Regions from separate parts of the Mus musculus genome. Here regions 1 and 3 are each linked to region 2. The links are chromatin contacts, called in public HiChIP or PLAC-seq and promoter capture Hi-C maps. All regions are on one chromosome and are shown on one strand. The core of a region is the stretch at or near the end of the contact, and the rest is flanking DNA. Distances in the headings are between cores, read along the strand shown. Region 1 overlaps Rabgap1l (RAB GTPase activating protein 1-like). Region 2 holds the start of Mrps14 (mitochondrial ribosomal protein S14). Region 3 overlaps Rabgap1l (RAB GTPase activating protein 1-like).

Region 1 (3,779 bases), core at 1,073-3,572, 140 kb after region 2:
ACATTAAATACCAACTAATAAAGAATGGATTACATAGCAGCATACGCTTGTTGTATTACAGTAGTTTTAAATACATTTTGCAGTTGATAAATACTGGTAATATTAAACAAATTTGAAAAAGTTACTTTTTTCTACAACTATTCACTGCAGCCTTAGATAAATATAAACAAAAGTCCAAGAGAGATAGCAAATCACAGATGCAGGAACTACATGGCCTAGATCTAAAAAACGGACTATTAGCCAAGTAGCTTTTATTAGGGCTTTAACACTCTGTGCCCAATCTATAAAACTGTGTCCGTAAAAGTACCCATTTTATGGCATTACTTTGGTTATACATGTACCAGACTTCCAAATAGCACAATATAACTACTTTGTTGTCATTGCAAAGTTAATGTTAAGTAATGCAGTACTTCAACAAAACCACTGCTGTTTCCCATTTCCAGCTGCATTTTTCTCCAAATTGTGTGTGTGTATGTGTGTGTGTGTGTGTGTGTGTGTGTGTGTGTGTGTGTGTGTGTGTAAAATCTTGTGTGCCCAGTCCAACTCCTCGCTCTTTTATACTAAGTTCTGGACTAGTTAAGGTAAAAGTCATTAGGGACTAGGAAGACAGCTCGGTTGGTAACATGCTTGCCATGAAAGCATGAGGACCTGAGTTTGATCTCCAGAATCCATATAAAAAGTTGGTGAGGTGGACCATCTTTGTAATCTAAGTGTTGGGGACGTGGAGACAAGTGGACTGTTAGGGCTTGTTGGCCAACCAGACTAGCCTAATTGGTGAGTTCCAGGCCAATAACAGACCTTGTTTCAAAACACAAGATGGCCAGCTCCTGAGGAATGATACCCAAAGATGTTGTCTAGCTTCCACGTGCACACACAAGCACATGCACGCATTATCCCCCCCACACACTCAAGAAACAAAAGTCACTAAAATTGGATCAAGTAGCTGGGCTATTCTCAAGCTCACCACAAAGCCAAGGATCTCCTTTAACTTCCTGATCCTTCTGCCTCCTACCCCCATGTGCTGGGATCACAGGCATGCACCACCACTCCTGGTTTGTGCAATGGTAGAAATCTAGCCAGGGCTTCATTCATACTAGGCAAAACCATTTACTAAATGAGGTACAACTCCAGCTCCTACTTCATTTTTTATTTTACTTTTCCATAGCAATTAAGGCTAGCATGCCATTCATATTACTCATGAGGGTTTTATTTTTTTTAAAGGTTTTTTTTTTAAAGATTTATTTATTTATTTATTTATTTATTTATTTATTTATTTATTTATTTATTATATGTAAGCACACTGTAGCTGTCTTCAGACACACCAGAAGAGGGCATCAGATCTCATTACGGATGGTTGTGAGCCACCATGTGGTTGCTGGGATTTGAACTTCAGACCTTCGGAAGAGCAGTCAGGTGCTCTTACCCACTGAGCCATCTCACCAGCCCCCATGAGGGTTTTAAAAACATCATTATTATTTCCATCAGGATTTTCAGAAAAAATTACCCTTGATCTTACCAAAAAGCCAACAATCAATTTTTTTATGAAAAAATCTTGAATCTCAAGATTCTTCATATCTTACAAACAGATTCTGTTAACTAAGTATGAACAAGTAGTAGGTGGACTTCCTTCATACATCTACATACATGCATCATAATATTATCTAAAAGAGGTAAGACAGGCTGACTCAAAATCATTATAGAAATAATTAAGAACTACATTTTATACCCTTCCTTCGGCAGTGCTTCTTGCCTACAGAACCCACATTAACCTGCATGGCAATCTTCTTTACCCTCTCCATTTTTATGGAAGAGAAAACTGAAATGGTGAACATAGAGAGCGGCCAGAGCTGGTGAGGAAGAAACCAAGCCTTGAATTCCTCTAACAAGGCTTCAGGCAACTACATTCTTACCCCCTCGTGGGGTCTAATGGAGGAACTGCAGAGTCAGAATAAATAACAGTCTAGGTTCCCAGGGGGAACAACTTACCGATCTGGGCTTAAAAAGTAAATGAGTTTGCTTGACCACACGGCTATGGGAAGAAACGGGAAAATAATTGAGCCAGCGCTTCACATATCTGCTTAGATTAATTAATTCTAACAATCCCCTGTGTGGTTGACATTGGCCTTATTTTATGATTAGGAATACACCGTGTTCAAGGAGATTCAGTAACTGTTTCAGGATCCCTTAGTCAGTAGGAACCAGACACAGAATTAAACCTTGATGGGCCAACCCCCCAAATCCCTACCTTCAGGAACTCTACAGAAGGAAGTGTCCTAGGCAGAAGAGACAGTTTGTGACAAGAGCATGACATCCTGGTGTGGACTGAGAGTAAATGTGCTGAGCTGAATCGTTTGAGTGCATCCTTCAGATAACAGGGGCTGCAGTTTTCTCTGCACCAAGAAGCAATTAGAGGAGTTTTATCTCCCCCTGGGCTAGGAGTTCAGCTTGGTTGGAGAGAACCTCCCTAATGTGAGGTATCGGGTAGAGAAAACTAGAGGGGACAGAAAGTAAAGGCAGAAATCTGTTCTGAATGCTCCAAGACAACCCCACTTTATCAGTCAGCCTTCTTAAAAACCTCCCCTTTTGTGGAAAAATGTTTGCTACAAATTTTTAAAACAGTGACAATCCTACAATTAGGTAAAACAATTTATTCAAACCCTGTTCTTGCTTAAAATACTCATTCAATTAAAATACACTATAGGCTTTCTTCTTCCATTGGGCATTGTGCTAGACATCTACTTGTACAATTCACTGACTCTCCTTTAGGCAAAGAAGGAATGGGAGAAGGGGCAGAGTTGACGTGTAGGTAAGTTTATGCAGGAAAGTCACATTAGTCCAGAGCACTGAGGTAAATCAGAACTCTCAGTTAATGTGCACACAACTGAAATTCTTTGCCAAAGAAGTGGGCTGATAGAAATGGGGGTGCAGCTGTGAAAAAAAGTAAGCTCTTTCAGATAATCTGGTGGTTTGGGAGAAAACTGGAGAGCTGGCAAATACTGACAAAAATAGGACTGCAGCATGTGGTAGTAGATACTGGAGGTACAGCTCAGAGCTGCAAAGTAAGACTCATGCTCAGATGTAGAGAATAGTTTCAGAGACAGCAAGAAAGCATTTATATTCAACAGACTATGAAAAGAAATGGGGAAATTTGTGTTTTGAAGCCCTAGCTCCCCAGAGTGTTTAAAAGTATTAAACATAAAGCCTTTAAAGTGGAATTAATGCCAAGCAAGGTGCTCCCTATTTTAAAGTGACTTGTGTTCTTAGGACACAGAACACACAGACAATAGGAGATTAAAAAATGTGTCCACTGTGTGCCATTGAGAGGGTCCTCTCATAAATCAACTCTAAATATCCCTTGATCTTAGGCATTTAGTCTCTAGGACTTTAGGAAAATCAATTTCTTTTGCTTGAGACTCCCAGGTTGTGTAAGATTCTTGTTATGACCATTATAGTAATAGCAAATGCATACAGACACAAAAAATGGTAGCTGGTAGCATACAGACACAAAAACTGGGGGAGAAATGAAGATATGGGGGAAGTGAAAAGAGAGAGAGAGAAAAAAGTTCAGAGGAGGGGAGGGAGAGTGAGCAAAGGGAGCAGAAGGGGAGGGAGAGGGAAAAGGAGAGGGAGAGGAGGAGGGGGGAAGAGAGAGAGGGGGAAAGGGAGAGGGAGAGGGGAAGGGAGAGGGAGAGAAAATGAGAGAGAGAGAGAGAGAGAGAGAGAGAGAGAGAGAGAGAGAGAGAGAGAGAGAGAGAGAGAATGAGAGAACAAGGGAGCAG
Region 2 (3,814 bases), core at 674-3,173:
GAGGACAGAGGGTGGCTCAGCAAGTTCTCTTCACAAGGCTGCAGCATGCACTGGTGTCTAGGAAGCTATCCATTCAGTGAGACTACAGCAGTGGTTATCTAGTGCCAGCTCCAGACCAAGTTTCTAGGTAGGGTTGCTGGAGGATAATACTGACAGGCACCTGTCTCAAGAAATGCTTTGATCTCTAAGTAACCTTCAATGCAGTTGCAGAGAAACTTGGGGCCAGTTTTACGTTGAAGGCTTCTTGGCTTGTTTAGCAACATATACTATCTGCTTGTGCATGGAAGCTCAGGGTGAGAAGACTCCAAATAAAGTCTCTCAGTACACTCAAGAATAGAGGGAGAATGTAAACGGTCACATTGAATTTTAATCTTTCTGATTTTTTTCTGGACCTTTTAGGAATTCAACTCATGGGTCTGTGCAATAGTTTAATTGTATAAAACTCGCTTTTTAAAAGATTTGTTTATTTATTTATTATATGTAAGTACACTGTTGCTGTCTTCAGACACTCCAGAAGAGGGCGTAAGATCTCCTTACGGATGGTTGTGAGCCACTGAGTGATTGTTGGGATTTGAACTCAGGACCTCTGGAAGAGCAGCCGGTGCTCTTAACTGCTGAGCCATCCCTCCAGCCCTAAAACTCATTTCTTTTTTGTTTTGTTTTGTTGTTTTTTTGAGACAGGGTTTCTCTGTATAGCCCTGGCTGTCCTGAAACTCACTTTGTAGACCAGGCTGTCCTCGAACTCAGAAATCCACCTGCCTCTGCCTCCCGAGTGCTGGAATTAAAGGCGAGTGCCACCACGCCCGGCCCTAAAACTCATTTCTTACTCTATAGCCTATAAACATATCTTTCTGACTTTCAAGCCCCTTCCAGAAGTTTGGCTTTCTGAAATTGTAACACATTAGTGAAACTTTTCCTGTTTTTAATTGAAAAGAAATATTTTTATACAGCATATTTCCCCTCCCTCATCTCCTCCAAGATCTTCCCACTTCCCTTCCTATCTAACTCCCGATGAAAACAAACAGGCATCTTAAAACAACAGAAACATAATAAAAGAGTTTGCCGTGTACCCATATCTTGAGATGACTGTAGATGATGCCCAATTATGTTGTGTGTGGCGTGGGGGTGAGTGGGAATGAGTTTTAACCAGGGTTTGATGCTGCTTGCTGGTCTAGGACTTTTTAGATCTTAGTATGATGGCAGGGACTCCTGGTTGTCTTATCCTGCCAAATGGTTTCAGTCAGAGTTTCCCTAGCCCATTAGAAATGTTCACTAACTTGTAACGCTTAAAGAAAAAAACTCTCCTTCTTCCTGGGAGCTTCCTGTGTAAAGAGCCCAATGGGCTGTTCCTCACTGCACCCATCAACACATCTAGGAGACAGGCTAGGAAGATGGCAGGAAAGTGCCCTGTACTAAAGGGAAAACAGCAGGCACATGCACACACACCACTACCGCCGTCCAACCCACAGAGACAAAAACGTAAAACCTATACAACCTTAATACAGATATGATATAATATAATAAAATAAATATAATATATATAATATAATACATATTTAAACCCTTGGCGTGCAAGCAGAAACTCTATCAGGGCCACTACCATCTTCTTTACAGCAGAAATGTGACCAGTGCCAGTTCTGCAGGATGAGTGACAAATGCTGCCAAGCTTCCGCCGGGTGGCGCCAACGCGCAGAACACAGGCGCAGGCTGGGCGGGGCTGGGACAGAGGAACAGCAAGGGCCAGGAGAGATCGCGCAGGCTCACTATTCTCCTACTGCCTAAGTGGGCGGTCCGCATGGATGATTTGCTTATCTATGAAATAACGCGAGAGTTATTTCAAATCCCGCACCTACCCTCTCCCTCTCTATAGGCTAAATCCTGCCCTGGACCCGCCCTTTGGGGCATAAGCCCCGCCTCCACAGAACCTGTTTCCGGTGTTGTACTGCGGCGGTGGTTGGCTGGCTGGGCAGACAACATGGCGGCGTCCGTGCTAGGCTCGCTGCTGCGGACCTTCCGGCAGGTCAGGCCCCTGCCTTTCTCGCCAGCCTACCCCTTCCCTGATTTCCGTGTCCTGTGGGTCCCTCGTAACCCTGTCACCTGTAATGCGCACGGAGGACCGATCCCAAGGCTCCTATCTGCTTTCCCGTCCTGGCTAGGTTAGGAGAGCCCAGAGCAGCAGTCGAGGGCTTGGTATTCAGGTGTGATCCGTCATGTGAAAGCTGCGAGAATGACTCCGGGTTATAAGGAGCCGAGTGTGAGTGGAGAAGAGAGGGGAGAGTCGGATGATTGAGACCTCAGAGGCTCCGATTATGCAAAGAGACTGTAGGGAACTAGCTGTCAGCCAGTGGTGGCTTGGAAGCAGGTGGTGACAATTTCGAATGGGGAGCAGGCCATTCCGCTAAAGCAGAATTAGTTAAAGGAAGGGCCGAGAATTGGCTGTAGAGTTAAGGAGTGGGAGTGTTATGATGCGGATAGAAACTGGAACGAGCAGCAAAGGACGTTGGAGAAGTCTTGGATAGTTTTGTTGGGGAGGGGTGTCAACTAGAGGGAGACCTGGGTGGACCTGGGTTGTTTTTTCTTTACTGTGACATTGCGTCATATCTGTATATTAGAGTGGGGGAACACTGATATAAAGAATAGGGAAGAATCGCTGGAGATCTGCCTTTTTTTTGCAGGCAAGAGGTGATATAGTCTGTGTATGAATTTTGATTTTAGGAATGTGGTTAAGTCATGAATAGCAGTTTCGTCCAGTAGAATTGTAATGCAAACCACAAGGATAATTTAAATATTTTCTAATATTTATATTGAAGTTTAAAAAGGAGGTGCGGTTAATTTTGATAGATATTTTTAGTCAGGTCTATCCTTATCCTAACAAGTCAAAATTAGAATGACTTATGTGACATTTGCATTCTTCTGTTGGAAGCAGGTTTCAAAGTCTGTGTATCTGACACTTAAAATATATATATATCGCAGTTGGGATGCTAACTTTTGCAGTTGGACCAAAACCAAACTTTTAAGCGAGTTAATACCAAGAATTATGTCCCCACTTGTACTGCTTACAGTTCCAGTGCGTATTAGCTGTATCCATGGTTCATGGCCACTGTAATGGACAGAGGTGTCATATAACCAATGAGAGGGGTGTAGAGTGTAGTACAAATACTGCCGAGGGGGCACAGGTATGGTAGTGGGAGTTTGGAAATTCTCTCCAGATTGCTTCTAATTTTATAACTAAGGGTACTGAAGTCATCAGAACCTGAGGGTGTGGGAGAAGGTAACAGTGACTTAAGAAAGAAGAATGAATACACCTGCAAATTGTCCCCAGATTTCCACCTGAGTTGTAGTATGCATGAGGTATGCACATGCACACACAAATAAATGCCATAAGTTACTTCCTAAAACTATTAAGTCTTCCCCCCATGAGATGGCTCAGTGGGTAAAATGCTTGCCACCAAGCCTGTGCAGTTCAATCTAAGGCCCCATGTTGTAGGGGGGTAACTGACTCACAGAAGCGTTGTCCTTGTCCACCCTCCACACATGCCCGTCCATACACAAGCACACATGTGCACTCAGACATGCCAAATAGAATTTAACTGCTCAAAGTCATTTAACGAGTGACTGAAAGTTTGTAGGATAATCCTTGTCTCTCTTTTTTAGGCAGTTCCTCCATCAGCGTCAGGTCAAGTTCGAGGTTACTATGTAGACTGGAGAATGTTGCGTGATTTGAAGAGACGGAAAATGGCTTATGAATATGCAGATGAGAGGCTTCGGATCAATTCGCTCAGAAAGAATACCATTTTGCCAAAGGACCTTCAGG
Region 3 (3,889 bases), core at 933-3,432, 200 kb after region 2:
ACTGTTCAGGCAGAGGTTATTTCTAGCAATTTATTAATAGGTGTTAACTTTCTGAAAATACCTCCTACCTTCAGAAACTCAACTTTTGCCCAATCTTACAACCAAGATAATACCATGCTTTGATGGCATTTACAGCTTTGGGCTCAACCTGCTTCCACTTTACCTGCCTTTATAATGGGACTAATCTTACTATGCTAAGGATACAATCTGTAATCAAGTTTTCCAAACTGAACTGAACTCTGCCTCCTCTCCTCTGTGACTCTCCGTTCCCCTGACTCAGAATGAAGGATGGCCGTGAGCATTATTGTAACCACTCACTGGAAGCGGTGGCTTGAGAGCAAAAACGAATGTCCACTGTAACTGTTAAAAGCAGCAGGTGGATACACGTGGGTAACATCTGTTTGAAGTTTTGAGCACTATTCTAGGTCAGAAGGGGTCAGCAAAGTAATTTCTTCCCTTGTAAAACTCTGGTAAGAAATATTGAGACAAAAGATTCATCATTTATTTCTTACGTTGTGTTTTATGTGCTATTCAATAAACAAGAAAAAGGCATTATTGAACAAAAGCAAATAACAATGTTGTTATGGCTATTTGCTACTTTCAATATTAAGTCTACCTACTATGTATACGTCTAAGAGCAAAATAATTAATAAATAATAACTAAGAGTATATAAGCCAGGTGTACTGGCATATACCTTTAGTTCCAGCTAAAGGATATCTATTAGTATCTGTGAGTTCAAGGCCAACCCAGAGATATGTGAGACTGCCTTAAAACAAAACAAAACAAACAAAAGAGCATATATATATATATATATATACATATATATGCATATATATATATATATATATATATATATACATACATGAATTAGTATTTAAATGTGCCAAGATCTGGGTTAATTACATTAAAATCATATCTTATTTTGTTTGTTTGGGTGGTTGGCTGGGTTGTTTTTTGTTTGTTGGTTTGGTTTGGCTTGGGTTTTGGTTTTGGTTTTTCAAGACACAGTTTCTCTGTGTAGCCCTGGCTGTCCTGGAACTCACTCTGTAGGCCAGGCTGGCCTTGAACTCAGGGATGCACCTGCCTCTGTCTCCCAAGTGCTTGGATTAAAGGCATGCACCAATACTGCCTGGCTTAAAAACATATCTTTATTCCTCACACATCAACCCTAAGCTTTCACAAAAAGAAATTATGATTTCCAGGATGAGCTAGGAATAGTAGTACATCTACCAGAAATCAGAGGATGAGGCAGGAGGATGGAAGGTCCAAGCCACCCTGGGTTACACAATGAAGCCTTACTTCAAAATTCAAAAAACAGCTTTACAGAAATCCATGTGGATTTTCTAGGGCTGCCCAGTACAAGCTACAGATCACGGATGGTAATTTAAGCAGCACAGTTATAAATGTCATCTTATAAAGCACTAAGTCAGAGAAGGCGACTCAGTAACAAATGATTATTTACAGCATAGATCTCAAAGTAGCACCCTATGTTTTACTGGTGTGTGTGTGTGTGTGTGTGTGTGTGAGAGAGAGAGAGAGAGAGAGAGAGAGAGAGAGACAGAGAGACAGAGAGAGACAGAGAGAGAGAGAGACAGAGAGACAGAGACAGAGAGACAGAGAGACAGAGACAGACAGACAGAGACAGAGAGACAGACACAGACACAGAGAGAGACAGAGTCCTGTATGGTGGTGCTGAGTAGAGGTCTCTGGGTCCCTTAAACAGGATTGTGGAACTCTGACTTCCTCCCCCCTTATACTTTCTGGTTATGAGGTTAAGAGGTTTTGTTCTAACAATATGAACTAACCAGAACCTCCATAGCTCCCTGGGACTAAACCACCAACCAAAGAAAACACACGGAGGGACTCATGGCTCTAGCTGCATGTGTAGCAGAGGATGGCCTAGTCAGTCATCAATGAGAGGAGAGACCCTTGGTCCTGTGAAGGTTCTATGCCTCAGTATAGGGGAATGCCAGGGCCAGGAAGCGGGAATGGGTGGGTTGGTGAGCAGGGGGAGGGGGGAGAGGGGAGAGGGGATTTTCAGAGGGGAAACTAGGAAAGTGGATAACATTTGAAATGTAAATAAAGAAAATATCTAATAAAAAAAAGAGGTTTTGTTCTGAACTGCTGTCATGACGTGCTACTAACCATAGGTCTAAGGAAATGAGGTCATCTAACCACACAGTGAAATTTATAAACTGTGAGCTAAAAGAACCCTTTTCTCTTTGTAGATTATCTCAGGCACATATTACAGCAGTAAAAAGCTTAGAGGACAATAAGGAAATTTACCCTTATCTCAGTATTATTTAATGTATCCTCCAAATTCAAAGGATTAAAGGAAGTCCTCCATTTAAATACAAGTAAAACCACAGAGCAGAAAGTAAAAATAGGTGCATTGCACCCAAACAAAACTCTATCATTTGTTTCAATATTGAAAACACTCACAAAAAAGTGGCTGACTGCTGTCAGGATATGAGACAATAACAATCCAGTCTGTTGCAGAAAGAATGGGTTATCACTTTCCTCTAGTGATGGCAGATTGAAATCAGCCTTGTGTTCATGAAGAAATGGTTCTTTAATTGATCTGGACACTGCAGTTTCATAATCCAGTCACAGTCTGGCAACATGTTTGCCTTAAAGAACACCTACAACTAATTGCCCCAAATTGAGCTCTAATGTGCAGATGACAGTGCTCCTGGGTAGACTAACTACTAAGCCCTCACAATCCTACATAAATAAAGGCTGGCAGTTGAGCACTCACTGAAAGAAAGACTGAACATTTGGCTGTGATGAGCAGACAACCGTGGGTTCAGAGAAAGCTGGCAGCTTATGAGAGACGCTATCAAAAGCCGTGCTGACAGCACTGGGGAGACAAGGTCATGTCAAGAAAGGGCCACATGCACATCAACACCTGGGTCAGCATGTGGGAAAGGAAAGTTACCAATGGAGTGCAAGGTCAACAAATCTGAAGGGACCAAGATAAAAGGATGCCACGGGCAGCAGGAGGAATGGAAGATATACTGACCAAAGAAAACAGCATACTAAAATCAAATCAAGTGACAAGCACATCTGATAATTGCTAGTATTATTAGGACATTCATTAACCTACCATCTTCAGCACTTTATGGCTTTTTTTCTCCATGAGTCCTCCTCTATAAATCTGTGCAATATTTGTAATTGTTACCATTTCTGAGCCAGAAAAACTGAGCCTCAGAGGCACCACACTGTTGCTAGCTCTTAACGCCAGGTTCAGAATTAGGACTGTCAGCGTGACACAGATCCTCGGGATTCTCATTCACTTCATTGTAAGCTTATTCAGTAAAACTTCCGGTAGGTACCTGTGGTGGTGAGGGATGGCTACAAGTCCCTGACACTTCTCCCACTGAGAGGTAGGGCCTCTGGACTCTCTGAATTGGGGAACTATGTCACTGCTTTGATGAGCGAATACGGTGGGAGGGATGCAAGGCCTGCTTCTGAACCCTGGATTCAGGGACTGATTCTCTGCTCTCTCTGACTAGTCACTCTTGCTATGGCATAGGAAGGACAAGAATACTTAGACCTTCATGTTCTAAGATGAACAATGAGAGGGCATGGTGGACCAGACAATGTCACTGATAGACCAAGGATTGCCAAGATGCTGATATATAAAAGAAGTGAATTATATGTTCTAATTCATGCCACGTGAACCAAAAATTGGTCATATAGCTGAGCTTTCCCCAATCTTTAACTCATGAGACCATGAACAAAATTAATAAGTGATTTTAATTTTTAAAACATTCATTGAAATAACTTAACTAGGAAAATGTCTGAAAAAAACCACAGTTCCAAGAATTTCTGCATACCTTTTACAAAATTTCACCAATGTCAGTATGCTACATAACTAGATGACAC

The links. Promoter capture Hi-C pulls out the DNA fragments that hold promoters and counts their contacts. HiChIP or PLAC-seq counts read pairs in DNA pulled down with a chosen protein or histone mark.
Region 1: a promoter capture Hi-C map of the HPC-7 cell line shows a contact between it and region 2, with 2.9 times the contacts expected there. The contact joins the enhancer-like site here to the promoter of Mrps14 in region 2. A contact is called at or near these places in 4 of 39 promoter capture datasets (the 3T3-L1 cell line, the HPC-7 cell line, HPC-7-derived erythroid cells and 1 more), 3 of 115 datasets of contacts at active chromatin or transcription factors (the HPC-7 cell line, the SCID.adh cell line and bone marrow-derived macrophages) and 2 of 9 other capture datasets (liver and pancreatic islet).
Region 3: a contact with region 2 is called in an H3K4me3 HiChIP or PLAC-seq map of bone marrow-derived macrophages, with 4 times the contacts expected there. The contact joins the enhancer-like site here to the promoter of Mrps14 in region 2. A contact is called at or near these places in 6 of 39 promoter capture datasets (the C10 cell line, the HPC-7 cell line, HPC-7-derived erythroid cells and 3 more), 3 of 484 Hi-C or Micro-C datasets (LSK cells, bone marrow-derived macrophages and embryonic fibroblasts), 7 of 115 datasets of contacts at active chromatin or transcription factors (the SCID.adh cell line, bone marrow-derived macrophages, embryonic basal ganglia and 3 more) and 2 of 9 other capture datasets (macrophages and pancreatic islet).

The regions. Positions count from the first base shown.
Region 1 is chr1:160,328,074-160,331,852 of GRCm38.p6, forward strand. The region is part of intron 19 of Rabgap1l (RAB GTPase activating protein 1-like); the gene reads right to left. Among named protein-coding and RNA genes, the nearest start is that of Mir1927, 34 kb to the left of the region's middle. Within about 2 kb of position 2,323, at least 25 of the 459 cell types and tissues checked have an H3K27ac peak or open chromatin away from gene starts, as enhancers often do. A contact at or near this core is called in the HPC-7 cell line, where this site is marked.
Region 2 is chr1:160,193,292-160,197,105 of GRCm38.p6, forward strand. It overlaps Mrps14 (mitochondrial ribosomal protein S14), which reads left to right and starts at 1,924. Exons shown (of 3, transcript NM_025474.4): 1 at 1,924-2,020; 2 at 3,655-3,813. The coding sequence starts at 1,976.
Region 3 is chr1:160,395,054-160,398,942 of GRCm38.p6, forward strand. The region is part of intron 17 of Rabgap1l (RAB GTPase activating protein 1-like); the gene reads right to left. Among named protein-coding and RNA genes, the nearest start is that of Mir1927, 100 kb to the left of the region's middle. Within about 2 kb of position 2,183, at least 20 of the 459 cell types and tissues checked have an H3K27ac peak or open chromatin away from gene starts, as enhancers often do. A contact at or near this core is called in bone marrow-derived macrophages, where this site is marked.